Regions from separate parts of the Sus scrofa genome. Here region 1 is linked to region 2. A link is a contact called in public HiChIP or PLAC-seq data. All regions are on one chromosome and are shown on one strand. Each heading gives the region's core, a stretch centred on a gene start, on an enhancer-like site or on the middle of the called end of the contact. The rest is flanking DNA. Distances are from core to core; before and after follow the strand shown. Region 1 holds the start of NDEL1 (nudE nuclear distribution E homolog (A. nidulans)-like 1). Region 2 holds the start of RPL26 (ribosomal protein L26).

Region 1 (6,836 bases), core at 1,919-4,418, 48 kb after region 2:
CGGACAGCAGCTGTTAGCAACCAGCCAGCCCTGCCTGATCTATGCCTCTGAGGCTTAGAAAATTTTGGCCCCCAAAATGTAGCGATGAGATTGAATCCAGCCTTTGAGTTGTCCGCTCCTCTGAGTCAACGGTACACACGCCCCATCTCCTTAAGAGTTTTCACGGCAGACCCGTGGGCACTGTGTCCCTTTTGATGAGTGATGTGGCCAGGGTCCACGTTCTCATTAGCTAGCGTCTGTGTCAGTGTTTGGACCTCTCCCAAGGAAGCTGCTCAGCCCCCTCCCCCAGCGGTGGAACCTGGCCTTCCTTTCCTGAGTCTCAGAGTTTGCTGAAGGGACGATGTGATGCTCTCAAGAGACTTCGACCCTGACCACCGTGGCTCGATCCACGAAAGACCTTGGAAGGGGACCCATGGCTCAGCAAACCCCTTCCGAGTGGTTTATATAGACAGGGTCGGGCAATCCTCACTCACCTTTCTACCTTCACAAAGCTGATTTCTCTTTTGGGGAGGGAGCTACACCTGTGGCTGGAACCACAGAGATCGAACCTGTGCCCCAGCAGTGACTGGAGCCACAACAGTGACAATGCCAGATCCTCAACCCTTCACAAAGCTGACTTTTTAACCTCTTTTCCCCTTGGAGGCTGCCCTCTGTCTTCATTTTCGCTTGATTTTCCCGGGAGGGACACACTGCAAGTGGGGAGTGGGAACAGGTCGCTATTACTTGGGAGAAAACTCAACAGACACAGAGAAAGGAGATCAGTATGGGGCTTGGATACTTCTGAGAACCCTGCCAAGCAAAGCCCATTCATTAAGATGAGGCCAACACACCAGGCCTGATAAACGCAAGTTCTGGGTCCAGGCTGTGTGGGAGGGGTGGTGGCCTGGAAGATGACGCCAACACTTTCTGGAGGGCGTGGCCTGCCATTAGGTGACTCAGTGTGCTTCCCAGGACTTCAGCCAGGAGACAGGGATCAGAGTTGCAGCTTTTATTTTTTCCTCTTGGGGTGGGACTGTTCTATCTTGGCACGAGGTCCACAGGAAGGCCGCCCTGCTTAATCACCTCTCGGCCTGTGATCTCATCCACCAGAGCACAGCTTCAGCCAGGAAAGCAGAGCCCCAGAGCCTGAAACAGCTTCCACGAGCTCTCAGGTCACTGGGCTTGGACTAAGACCTGCTTGGGTTTTTTGTTGTTTTTTTTGTTTTTAATGGCTGCACCTGCAGCCTATGGACGTTCCCGGGCCAGGGACTGAATCTGAGCTGCAGCTGTGGCAGTGCTAGATCCTTAACCCACTGTGCTGGGCCAGGGATGGAACCCGCCCCTCCACAGTGACCCACGCTGCTGCATTTGGGTTCTTAACCCACTGTGCCATAGTGGGAACTCCAAGACCTGCTTGGGTTTAAACCCCAGCTCCCCTAGGCCTCAGTTTTCCAAAACATAAAATGGAGATAATAATTCCAGCCTCACAAGCTGCCTGTGAGGACTGAGAGAGGAAGTGTATGTACAACTCTTAGCGCACTGCTCTGGCCCAATTAATGGTCCTTATTAATAGTCCTCCTTGAATGGCAGTACAGGAGTGGTTAGTAGTATGGTTTCTGGAGTTAGACAGTCCAGACTAGGTGCGTTTGAACTGTGAGAACTCCTTTTTCTTTTCTTTTTTGTCTTTTTGCCTTTTGAGGGCTGCTCCCACGGCATATGGAGATTCCCAGGCTAGGGGTCGAATTGGAGCTGTAGCCACTGGCCTACGCCAGAGCCACAGAGACGCGGGATCTGAGCTGTGTCTGTGACCTACACCACAGCTCACGGCAACGCCAGATCCTTAACTCACTGAGCAAGGCTGGGGATTGAACCCGCAACCTCATGGTTCCTAGTCGGATTCGTCAACCACTGAGCCACGAAGGGAACTCCGAAAACTCCTTTTTCTAGTTGAGTGACATTGGGCAACTTCATCTCGCTTAGTCTCGGTTTCCTCATTGGTAAAATGGGAATAATAACAGTACCTATCTCATGGGGTTATTGTGAGAATTGAATTATGCAGACAAAGCCTTTGGCACACCTGCCAGTACATACAAAGGGCACAGCAAAAGTAAACTGTTCAACCTGCTCTCCTTCAGAGTCTAACTCAAAGTTCCATACTTTCTAACACCCCAAATCACTTTTCAGATTTTCACTGGACATCTCTTAGAATCCATTTTGTGCTGTTCCCCTTTATGTCCATGCCTTGAGGCTCGTACCAACACATCATTGTGTCCAAAAGCCCCACAAATCCAGTCCCAAGAGCACTGACATAAGAGAATTACAGGGTACGTGAAACGTCCAAAGTTCCTAAAATTGCTTTTAAAACACTTCTCTTTCTCCAAGTTTCCACACACTAATCAGCTGCCCTTCATTTCTCTCCTTTCTGAGCCAGTCTCTCCCCACCTTCTCCCTCCACACCCCCAAGTCTTCTTCTCCAAGTCTCCTAGGGGATGTACATATATATGGATTCCATTAGTTGGGGGCCCTGAAGGGATGAAAACACGTACGCACATATGTACATATACATGGATATATTTATATTCCCTTGGTGCCCTCAATGAATCCATTCACTCATTCAACAAATATCTGAGCACCCACCCTGGGACCAAGCTATCTGCTGGGATAAGCAAGGAATGAGGTTCCGGTTCTCATGGAACTTACATCTTACTGGAGGAAGACAAGAAGTAGCATAAAATTTCAGCTAGTGGACGTGCCCTTAAACCGACATAGCTCCGTGTGAGAGTGTGACGGTGCTAGAATACACCTGGTACGGTATTGGGTGGTCGGGGTGGACTCGGATGTGAGATCTGAGCCGAGATTCTTCTTTCAAACGGGAACCCCGAAACAGACACTTGTAGGGTTTGGTGGATGAAAACTGGGAGGCGGGTTCTCATCTACGGTAGTGCCACTTTCCGGAACGCAGAGTCTTTCCGGGGACCCGCGAAAGTCGTAAACGGCACGCCGCGCGGGCCCGGGGCGCCTGCGCAGAAGGCCTCCGCCAGCCTGACGTCAGCGCGCCGGCCCGGCCCGGCCCCGTGTGACGCCATCCCTGCCACAGCCCCGCCCTAGCCGCCCGCGCGCTCGTGCGCATGCTCGGGCCCCGCCCCCGTGCGTCACAGAATGGCCTCGGACACCCAGGCAGCCTCTGACGTGTCGGGGAGGAGCCGGGCGCGGAGGTGCGCGGAGTGGAGCTCAGGACTGCGGCGGGGAGCGGAGCCGAGCGGCTGGGCGGGCCTGGCCAGGCCAGCGGAGCGGAGACGTCGGTCGAGCGGTGGCGAACATGCGCTTTTGACACATTGGAGGTGAGCCTGCCGTGCGGGGCCGCTCCCGAGGGCGCCGGACCCGGCCGACGGCGCCGAGGCCTGTCCCCGCGGAGCCTGCCAGCCCCGGGGGCTGTGTCCGAGCCCCCGCCGGGCTGGGCCGGGCCCGGGTTCTGGGGCGGCCAGTCCGGGGCCAACTGTTTCAACCGCTCTAACTGCCCCCTCCCCGCCCTGGTCCGAGGTGTGGCCCACCTGGGGCGCCTGGAAGGGAGCGAGCCGGGCGGCCTCCGGAGGATGTGCCCGCATCCGGGGGTGGGGTGAGGGATGGCGGGGACGGAGGCCGGGACGTGGCACCGTGGGCCGGGAAGCTGGTCGCGCAAGGGGTGGCTCCGCTGGAGGTGGCAGCGGCGCGCCCAGCCCTCCCCCTCCCCAGCCCCCATCCCGCATCCCTTCATCTGGAGGGTGGTTCGGAGCCAGGTTGGATTCTGAATTCTCGTTGCTTCTCTCCCACGGGGGGCGAGAGCGGAAGCTGCCCACCTTGAGCTCCGGTGGCATTCCTGTGATTGCCAGCTCCGAACTGCTAATTACCCCTCTCGGAGTTCAGGAAAGTGTCACCAAACGGGTTCGGGTTGCTTGTACTCGCCTTTGTTTTTTAGCTGGTAAGCAACGAAGTGACCCTTTTAAGGTTTGCCTGGGAATTGAGGGTGCTTCACGGATAATTTCATTACGTTTCTCTAGGCGCCTTTACACGTTTGAGAACACCCTTGTTATCTCGGCTTTGAACCTCATCACCTCGTTAGTGGTTGTCTGTGATTCTACCCATAGAGAAATTGAGACCAGGTCGGGTGGGGGTTTTGGTGATTTATTCTGTGGATTCCACCAACCAGTGAGAGGCTTCTCTTGGTTCAGAATTTGCGTCTCCCTGCCTGGAGTTGTGGTTTCTTTCCGTGAGATTTTTACATCCTTCTCAGCTGGAGAGCAAAATAGTAAATTTGACTTGCCAGAACTATACCAGAAGCTAGTAGAAGATTTATTCAAATTTTTTTCAGCAGACCCACCTAGGATGAGGATTGCTGCTCAGTTTTAAGAAAAATCCTACGCTGAAACTTGTCCACGGTTGGCTAATTATTTTGTCTGATAAGTTGTGTTGCTTTTAATTTGTTTATGAAAGAGGGTAATGGCTTTGCTAAGTCATGAAGTTGGGGGGGTAAAATGCAGCATTAAGTCGTGTTGAAGAGAATAAAAGGGAACTAAAATATTTCCTCTGAATTTTTATTAAGTTGTTTAAAATCAGATGTCATAAGGAACAAAATCCCCCCTTTGGCCAGCCCTGGTTTCACATTGACCTGATTCAGATAGAAGTTGCTAAATCTTATGAAGCTTTTTTTTTTTTTCCTGTTTTGGCGTAAATTTTTTGTTTTTGGCTGTGGTGTGCAGTGGCTTGATGTGGGATCTCAGTTCCCAGACCAGGGATTGACCCCAGGCCACAGGTGAAAGCCCCAAATCTAACTACGCTACTGCTCTGGAATTCCCTGTTTAGGTTTTTTTAATTAAATAAATTGAAATTGGGTGAGGAATGCTTAAAATAAGTAGAAACCTCAGTAAAAACTTAGATGTTGCTTTCATGATCTCTCCAACACTTATTTTTATTTTCATGTTAAGTCATGCTGGGGTAAATTTGGTTACTAAAGCTTAAAATTACTTCTGACATAAGTTTTTGCTCTTTATAAGGTAGAAAAATAAGTCAGGACCAAGAGGGAGACCATATTTATGCTCAACTTTGAAAAGTTTGAAATTCTGTAATTGTTACTTTTGGGAGAAGTAGAAGAATTTCGTAAAAAGGTATTTATTATCTACGGTGAATTCCAGAAGAACTTTTCCAGCCTCAGGAGTCCATTCTGCAACGATCAACAAAGAGACAGTTCATATAAAATGAATTTTCTTACCATTGCACAAAGAATAGTTTCTTTGTAAATACAGCATTTTGAAAGGCTGTTTTATGCCGTAATGAGTTGATTTGTCAGCTGCCAGACAGCTGAAGGTCATATACCGTATGCTAATGACCCAGGTAAGAGTTGTTTCGGGGTCACGCCCCATCCATGAGACGCCCCATCCATGAGACGTGGCGTTGAGGGAAGATTGGGTATCGGCAAAGAGTATATGATCATCTACCCTCATTTCAGCTTCAAGATTATAGATGTGTCATTAAAGCTAATTTATTTATTTATTTGTTTTTAGCAGTGTAGTTTTCTGTGTTGGCCAACTCTCTATAGCCTGATATCTCCAGTTACAAAGTTTCAGATAACACAGTGAACACATCCTCCTGCTGTAACTTGAAGCAAAATGAACAGATTGTCTTTATTGCCCCTGAGAACATCTTTTGAATATCTGCAGTGGCAGCACATTTTTGTTATCTGTAAAAAAAAAAAAAAAAAATCTGATTTTTGGAAAGAATAAATCTGATGAATAAAATTAGCGTGATTAGAGTGATAAAGCTGGATGATATTAGGAAGCAGTTGAAGCGAGGTGGGACCACAAAGAAAGAGCTTTTTGTTTAGTTTTTAATCTAGTTCATTAAGGCTATTTCTAAAGAGATTGTAGAAATGTTTTCAGTAATGGTGGTATCACTGAAATATGCACATAGCTTCCAGAAGTGATTAATTTTAAGGAGTCATTTGTTATAAATTCTGAAGCGCATTTATTTTGTGGTTGTACTTCAGAGGTCAGCAACTGAACCACAGTTTTTTAAAATAATAAAATTTATGCTGTGTTTACTGTGTGCTAGACTCTGTACTAAGTACGTGCAAATACTAACTCAGTCTTCAAAACACCCCTGTTTTTAATAATTTTCCCCATTTTGTAGGCGAGGAAATGGGTCACTGAGTGATTAGCTAACTCGCCCAAGGTCAGCTAGTGGAGGACTCTCATTCAGACCTGGGCAGTCTGGCTCCAGGTCTGGGCTCTTAACAGCTACGCTTTGCTGCTCTGACCACTTGTTCCCCATTAAGTGTTTTTAATTGGTTTGTTCTGGAAAAGCTGTTGTTCATTTTAGTAAAAGGCTCCTGGCATAGGTTATAATACTCTTTGACGGACCAATAAGTGAGTTGTAAAAGTAGTCTTTTTATTAGAAAAGTTGTAGTCAATATTCAGTTCAAATAAGATTCAAGAAAACAGAGAAGTGTGTGAAATGAAAATACATATTAAAATAGTTTTGCTAGAGGAGTTCCCGTTGTGGAGCAGCGGAAACAAATTCAACTAGGAACCATGAGGTTGTGGGTTCAATCCCTGGCCTTGCTCAGTGGGTTAAGGATCTGGTGTTGCTGTTAGCTGTGGTGTAGGTTGCAAACATGGCTGGGATCCTGCCTTGCTATGGCTGTGGAATTGGCCAGCAGCAGTGGCTCCCATTAGACCCCTAGCCTGGGAACCTCCATAGGTCGCAGGTGCAGCCCTAAAAAGCAAAAAAAAAAAAGTTTTGCTAGACTTACTTGACACTCAGCCAAGTAGTTAGACAAGGATACAAGAAATAGAGTCTCAAGAAGTTTCACATGAATGGCTATT
Region 2 (6,291 bases), core at 1,743-4,242:
TAGCAGTAGGCTCTAGCCTCTAAGCCCTAGACTTTCCCCATCTGCAAATGGCTTCTTACTTACTCGCCAGGGCTGTAAAGCTTGCCTTACCTTTTACTCAATTCTGTTTAATACACAGGGTACCAGCTCTATGTCATCTAAAAATTACTGTATTTCCTAGATTTTAAGACCTATCCATTGTTAGATTGATGAATCAGTTTACTAATAGCTTTTAAGGAAAAAGTACATAAATATACATACAGAATGTTAAAGACAGCCTGACTTCATAAAAATTTAGAACACTCAATTCAAATACAGTATTGGCTTTATGACTGCTTTGCAGCACACCTAAAATCTCTTCAGATGGGATTGCTCTGCAAACAAGCAATTTGCCAATAACTGCTGTGCTTGCCTCCTCCCGTCAAGCATCCGCAAAAACCTCAAGAACACCCACCTTGCTGGGGTGAATGCCCACATGGACAGTTGTGCCATTAGCCTTCTCCCGCTGCACTCGTTCAATGTAGATGACGTATTTCTTCCTGTAAACCTGGACTACTTTGCCAATCTGCTGCCCCTTGTAGTGCCCTCGTACAACCTAAATGCAGAATTCAAAAATAGCAGATATAGGTGGATAAGAGAACATTAAACCTGTCGGGAACACTATGAACCAGGTAAACATCACTTCCTCTATGCGGCTATATATATGCCCTTCCAGTTTTCAAAGACCCAATCATTAATGGAAGCGTGCCAGTAATTCTCTCTTTGGCTTTAACTAACCTGCAAATAAACTATACTCCATATAAATCTCCAGTGATGGCCGGAGCATCCCTACAAAAGACGACCCATCGGCAGTTCCTGCTGTGGTCCAAAGGGATTGGTGGCATCTCTGGAACGCAGGGACACAGGTTCCTGGTGCGGTGGGTTAAGGATGCAGGGTTGCTGTGCAGTGTAAGTAGCAACTGCGGCTCAGATTTGATGCCTGGCCCGGGAACTCCATATGCTGTGGGGCAGCCAAAAAAGGAAGCCAACAAGCTCACCTTGATTTTTTGACCAAGTTGACAAGGAAACTGTCACCCCATCTCAAAAGGAACAGGCCAGAGGCCAAAAATATTTAATTCACAACCCATTAAAGTGTCCAATTCACTGCCAGAGAGTGGGCAGCAGCTAATATTTAAGGGAGCATACCAGTTCTTTCCCAAAGGTTAACTAACTTCATTCTCTACCCAGGAGTCCCAGTGATTGGCAGCTTACTAAACAGCTTCTGAACAGATGTTTCCTTCTGGTCAGACTTTCTCATGTAAAAATATCTTGAAAGCAGAGAAGACTGCCTCCCAAATCTCCTGGCAGTTTTAGCACCAGCACAGAAGGGACAAATGGCTGTTCTCAACCCCTACCACTATTTGGGAACTTTAATAATGTTGCTAACATGAAGTTGCTTTAGAGACTGCTTGAATCTTTTAATCAGGTAGGAAACATTTATAGAAAATTTCACTTAAATAGATTTGACAAATTATTTACTAGTGTTTGCAAACAATCATATGAAACATGATTCAGTTAGGACTTCTATAGTTTGGATTTTTTGGGTCTTTTTAGGGCTGCACCTTTGGCATATGGAAGTTCCCAGGCTAGGGGTCCAATCCGAGCTACAGCTGCTGGCCTACACCACAGCTTACAGCAACGCCGGCAACCCACTGAGTGAGGCCAGGGATCAAGCCCCCATCCTCATGGATGCTAGTCAGATTCGTTAACCCTGCTGTCTGGATTTTGACTCAGACACACAATTGTTTACTAGTCCTCAAATGCCTCCTCAACAACCAAACATACCCAGAAAAAAATACTCCCCAATCTAATGTTATGGTTCCAAGCCATCTTTCTTTTGTTTAACTATGACTGCATCTGATACTTGGGGCAACTGATTTTCACCAAAGTAAAGGTGAAGAAAGCAGCACACTTTTTATACTTTAGTCCCTGGCTCAACATCTTTCTACTCCGTGTTCTGGGAGCCAGTGTCTCAGATGTGTCCCTTGCAGAACGCAGTCCACCGTCTATGCCAAATGTGTGGGACATCCGCTATGATGATAAGAACACAGCACATACCTGAACTTCATCGTCCTTTCGGATGGGCATGGATCGAACATTGTACTTCTGTCTCAGCTCTTTGGAAAGAGGGGAAGACATAATCTTCCTGCGAATGTGGGAAGGTGCATTGAAATGCCTTTTACGGTTCTTGCTTCGGTCGGAGGTCACAAAAGGATTGAACTTCATTTTGGCTAAATAAAAAATTAAATGTAAACCCTTACACGGCCAAAACCTCACTCAGTTTATAAACAAGTAACTGCAACAGTTTCATCTCGAACGTTTACAACGCTCACAGAAATTGTCATAAATCCTTTAACTCCACCAAAACAGAACTTTCCACTATCAACACTTGTTTTAAACTTCTTGTGTAAGGAAGCTAAGATAGGACTTACATCTACTGAATTAGGGCAAAGCAGATTGACAACTCAATTTAAATAGAATCACGTTTTAGAAAGACCAATCAACGTTAGCCTACGGAGTGTGAGCACATTTGAACCCCTCCACAATGAATGAAACCAGGCTCCTCATCCCGAACCTGGAAAACGCACAGAACTCGAGTCCAAAAAGGCGTCTGACGGGCGAACGCGATCTGAAAGTTCTGCACATTTACCAAGAAACTATATGGAGATCATTACTTCGGAAACCACACTGCACAGGCTAGATTCCATCGCAACAGGCTCCCTCCCCTTTAGCGCTGGTTTCCAAGTCCCAAAGTCTCTCTCCTCCTCCCCCAGCCCGGAGGCCCTTTGGATAGGGGAAAAACAGGCCGAGACCATCCTGGCCCCCCTCTCTGGCTGCTACTCGACCTCCAGAACATGATCTAGGTCCCCGGGATCGAGAGCCACCGTGCTCGTGAACGGATGGCTGCAGATTATATGCACTGTCCGGGGAAATTCTCACCCGCTGGCGCTTCAGCGATGGCCGCAAAAGGGAAGAGAACCACAGTCGTCTTCCGGTTGTGTAAGTTTCCGAGAGATCTCGCGAGACAGATGTTTCTTGGAGCGAGAGAGGCACGGCGTTGACGGCGGAGAGGAAACTGGGAACGAAACTGATGACTACCGACCTCTTGTGTCTCGGAGGGGAACTGTGAGGGACTGCAAAACACTTCTCCAGGTCCTGGTTCCTCCCTTGGGAGCTGTGGGTTCCACAGGTGAGTTCTCTGGGAACAGTGGTACCTGGGCGAGTGGCGGGGGCTGCTCAGGCTCTGACTCTTGCTGCGGGTGTTGAGGGAACGAGCGGCTCCAGGGACCCCTGCCCCTTCACTCCCTAGCGCCCGGCGACTGGTATCCCATTAGCCGGGAAAGAGCAGGTCCTATATTTGAAAGCAAGGTGGCGCTGGGATTCCGGCAGGCCGGGCACCTCGATTACCTGGACAATCCCGCCCAAGCCACGGGCGTGGGTCTGTTTGGTGTGTCTGTCCGGTAGCCAGCTCCAGCCCCACGGCCGCTGCCGCCCCCAGGCCGCGGCGTGTGCCGACTGCTCCGTGGGGTCCGCCCGAGGTTCGGCTCCCGCCGGCAAGAGGCCTTCCAAGGACTGGGGCCCGGGTCCTCCTCCCACCCCGCCCAAGTAGGTCCGCGTTTTTAACGAGCTCCCAGGGGACACCGAGGGTGCTGGTCCAAGATCGCGCTTTGAAGGAGCGCGGCGTGGGGAAGCCTTTCCCGCCGAGAGCTGTGCCCTTTTCCGAATTGCACTGCCTGCTCTCATTCGGTTCAGGATCTGATGGAAGCAAGGCAAGGGGGCGCGCTCCCCTTGCAAAAGGACTGCACTGCGGGGTGAGCGCCGGCCGCGCCCCTGCTGAGGGATCGGTTTCTGCTGAGTGAGTAAGGCGGCTGTCATGCTGGGGGAAGACACGCGTTGCGTGGTACAACGAGCAGTGAGCTTTCCGAGTGTTGGGGACACTCTTCCACTCCCTGCAATTTTCGCTCCTTTATTCCACCAGACAGCCTCGGGTCCTGGTATTGTCCCATTTTACAGATGGGACACTGGACCACAGAGAAGTGAGAGGAGCTTGTGCGAGGTTATAGGAACCCATATAAATCCTGTCATGAACAACAAGGTTATATATAAATCTTGCCTCTAACCAAGCCATGCAGGCTGGCTTCCCAGCCCCTTCTCGTAATTCTATGTACAGTCCCATTTGTAATACCCCATTGGGTCAAGTCAAAGAGTGGATTCAGTCAAGAACAAATGTTTTCATGATTTAAAAAGAGTTGTGTTCTTACACATGCTGTGAAGAAGTTCCCCGGGGTTTTATTTGTAATTCAGGAATCCAGGGGTTGCCAGTTGTGGTGCAGCGGAAATAAATCTGACTAGTATTCATGAGGATGCAGGTTTGATCCCTGGCCTTGTTCAGTGGGACAGGCATCCAGCGTTGCCGTGAGCTCTGGTGTAGGGTGTAGGGTGTAGGTCGCAGATGCACTTCACATCCTGCGTTGCTGTGGCTGCAGAGCAGGCCGGCAGCTGTAGCTGGGGTTCAGTCCCTAGCCTGGGAACTTCCATGTGCTGCAGGTGCAGCCCTAAAAAGATAAAAAGAAAAAAAAAAAAAAAAGCAGAATTCTCGTGCTGCAATTGATTTCAACAAATGTTTATGGAGCACTTTCATGGGCCAGCTCAGAGTTGCACACTGGAGCTACAAAGTGGAATTAGTCCAAGTTCGTCCCTGCAGGAAACTCATTGTCTAAGAAGAGAAATAAAAGGAGATCAATGACCCCAAGACCCCAGAAAAGCGCTCCCTGGGCCGGCAGCACTTGGCACTTCTGTGCTGTGGGAAGAGGAGAAGCCTGGGGTCAGGGAAGGCCTGGGCTGAGGTCACCCTTGACTGAGGTTGGAGGAGTGTTCAAATCAGCTCCACGCAGCAGCGGGAGAGCTTGAGGGAGGGCTGGAGGTGGAAGGCCCCTGACCCGTGGTCTGGAGCTCTGGGAGCCAGGTCTGGGTGGCTGGCCTGAGAGGCATTCAGAGAGATGCCTGGGGGGCGCCGGCGTTGAGCTGAGTGTGTTTCGGACACGGGAAGCCGGGGAGTTGGCGCGGACTCCTGCCTTCCTGTCTGCTCTCCATCCTCTTGCTTCTTCACGTCTTTGCTAGTTCCTTCGTCGGCTCCCCAGTCATCTTCCTCTCCTCCCTGTGTCTCAGCCTCCCGGCTTTCTGCACTGTCACCACCCTCTCAGGCCACCTTCCCTCCCTCCCTCCCACACCCTCAGCCTGCCCTTTGGAAGCCTGACTGCCTTCTACAGGGTGAGATTTCTACAGACCCAACACCCAGATGCTGGAGGCCTAGTTGCAGACTCTGTTTATCTTCCCTGGTGGCTGTTGGGTGTCTGGGCCCTACCCGGCCTGGCTGCCCTCGCTCTTGCTCACATTCCTCTTCCACGAGGCCTTTTAAACTGACCCCTTAGGGTCCTTTTACAGGCAGTCTTTGTGAAGCCCCAAGACCCACCAAAGCCGGTGTTGTCCAGATGTCCTGCCTGCATCCCTGGGCAGAACTGTTTTCCAGACACCAAACCCTGGTGTTTATTTATTCATTTGTTCCTTCAGTCACTCATTCATTCCCTCGAGCCTTTTTCAAATATTTATCCAGCTTTCCCCTTCTGCTGACCTCTGTGCGGGGCGCTTGGTGAGCTCTCCGCCAGGTCAGCAAGACCTGGGAGCACGTGGTCTAGGACGTGGAGGCGGCCGTGTCCACAGACAGGCCTGAGCCAGTGTCTGCAGGCACGGTGGGCTGCGGCGGCGGGGGGCACAGCCTAGGAGCGGCCCCTCCTGACCCTGCTGGGGGGACGGGAGGTCTTTGTGGGTAACCCTTGAACGGTTTCTGGAAAGCTCGGTAGAAGTTCTCCAGGTAGACACGGGGGGAAGGGCCCGAGCCGGGGCCCAGAGGCCTGCACCAGCCGCCTGGGGGAGCCTGCCGTGGTTCGTGCGGAGAATTAGTTGTGGCGTTGGTTGGTCTTACCTGGGTTAGAGGGGCGTGGAGGCAAGTGGGAAGTTGTCAGGATGGGCGAGGTTGTTTATTTGGTGCCCGAAAAGGACATGTGGACTGAGAGGGAGAAGTGGCGATTGCGGAAGAGCTGCCTGAGTCATCAGGCTTCCGTGAGGGCAGAGGTCCCAGGCCTGAGCGCAGAGAAGTCTGGACTGCTGAGCCCAGGCTCCTGGCAGCCCCAGCCCCAGGCCGCCAGCCACGGATGGATCCTTCCACCTGCCTGAAGCCAGGCTATGCAGTGTATCTGAGCGTTAACCGGTGTC

Evidence for each region. HiChIP or PLAC-seq counts read pairs in DNA pulled down with a chosen protein or histone mark.
Region 1: an H3K27ac HiChIP or PLAC-seq map of alveolar macrophages shows a contact between it and region 2. The contact joins the promoter of NDEL1 here to the promoter of RPL26 in region 2. A contact is called at or near these places in 6 of 47 Hi-C or Micro-C datasets (alveolar macrophages, blood, epiblast stem cells and 3 more) and 2 of 2 datasets of contacts at active chromatin or transcription factors (alveolar macrophages and skeletal muscle).

Annotation. Positions count from the first base shown.
Region 1 is chr12:53,598,665-53,605,500 of Sscrofa11.1, forward strand. It overlaps NDEL1 (nudE nuclear distribution E homolog (A. nidulans)-like 1), which reads left to right and starts at 3,169. Exons shown (of 9, transcript NM_001243862.1): 1 at 3,169-3,320.
Region 2 is chr12:53,550,461-53,556,751 of Sscrofa11.1, forward strand. It overlaps RPL26 (ribosomal protein L26), which reads right to left and starts at 2,993. Exons shown (of 4, transcript NM_001243458.1): 1 at 2,959-2,993; 2 at 2,077-2,249; 3 at 434-574. The coding sequence starts at 2,244. It also overlaps a transcript of NDEL1 not described here.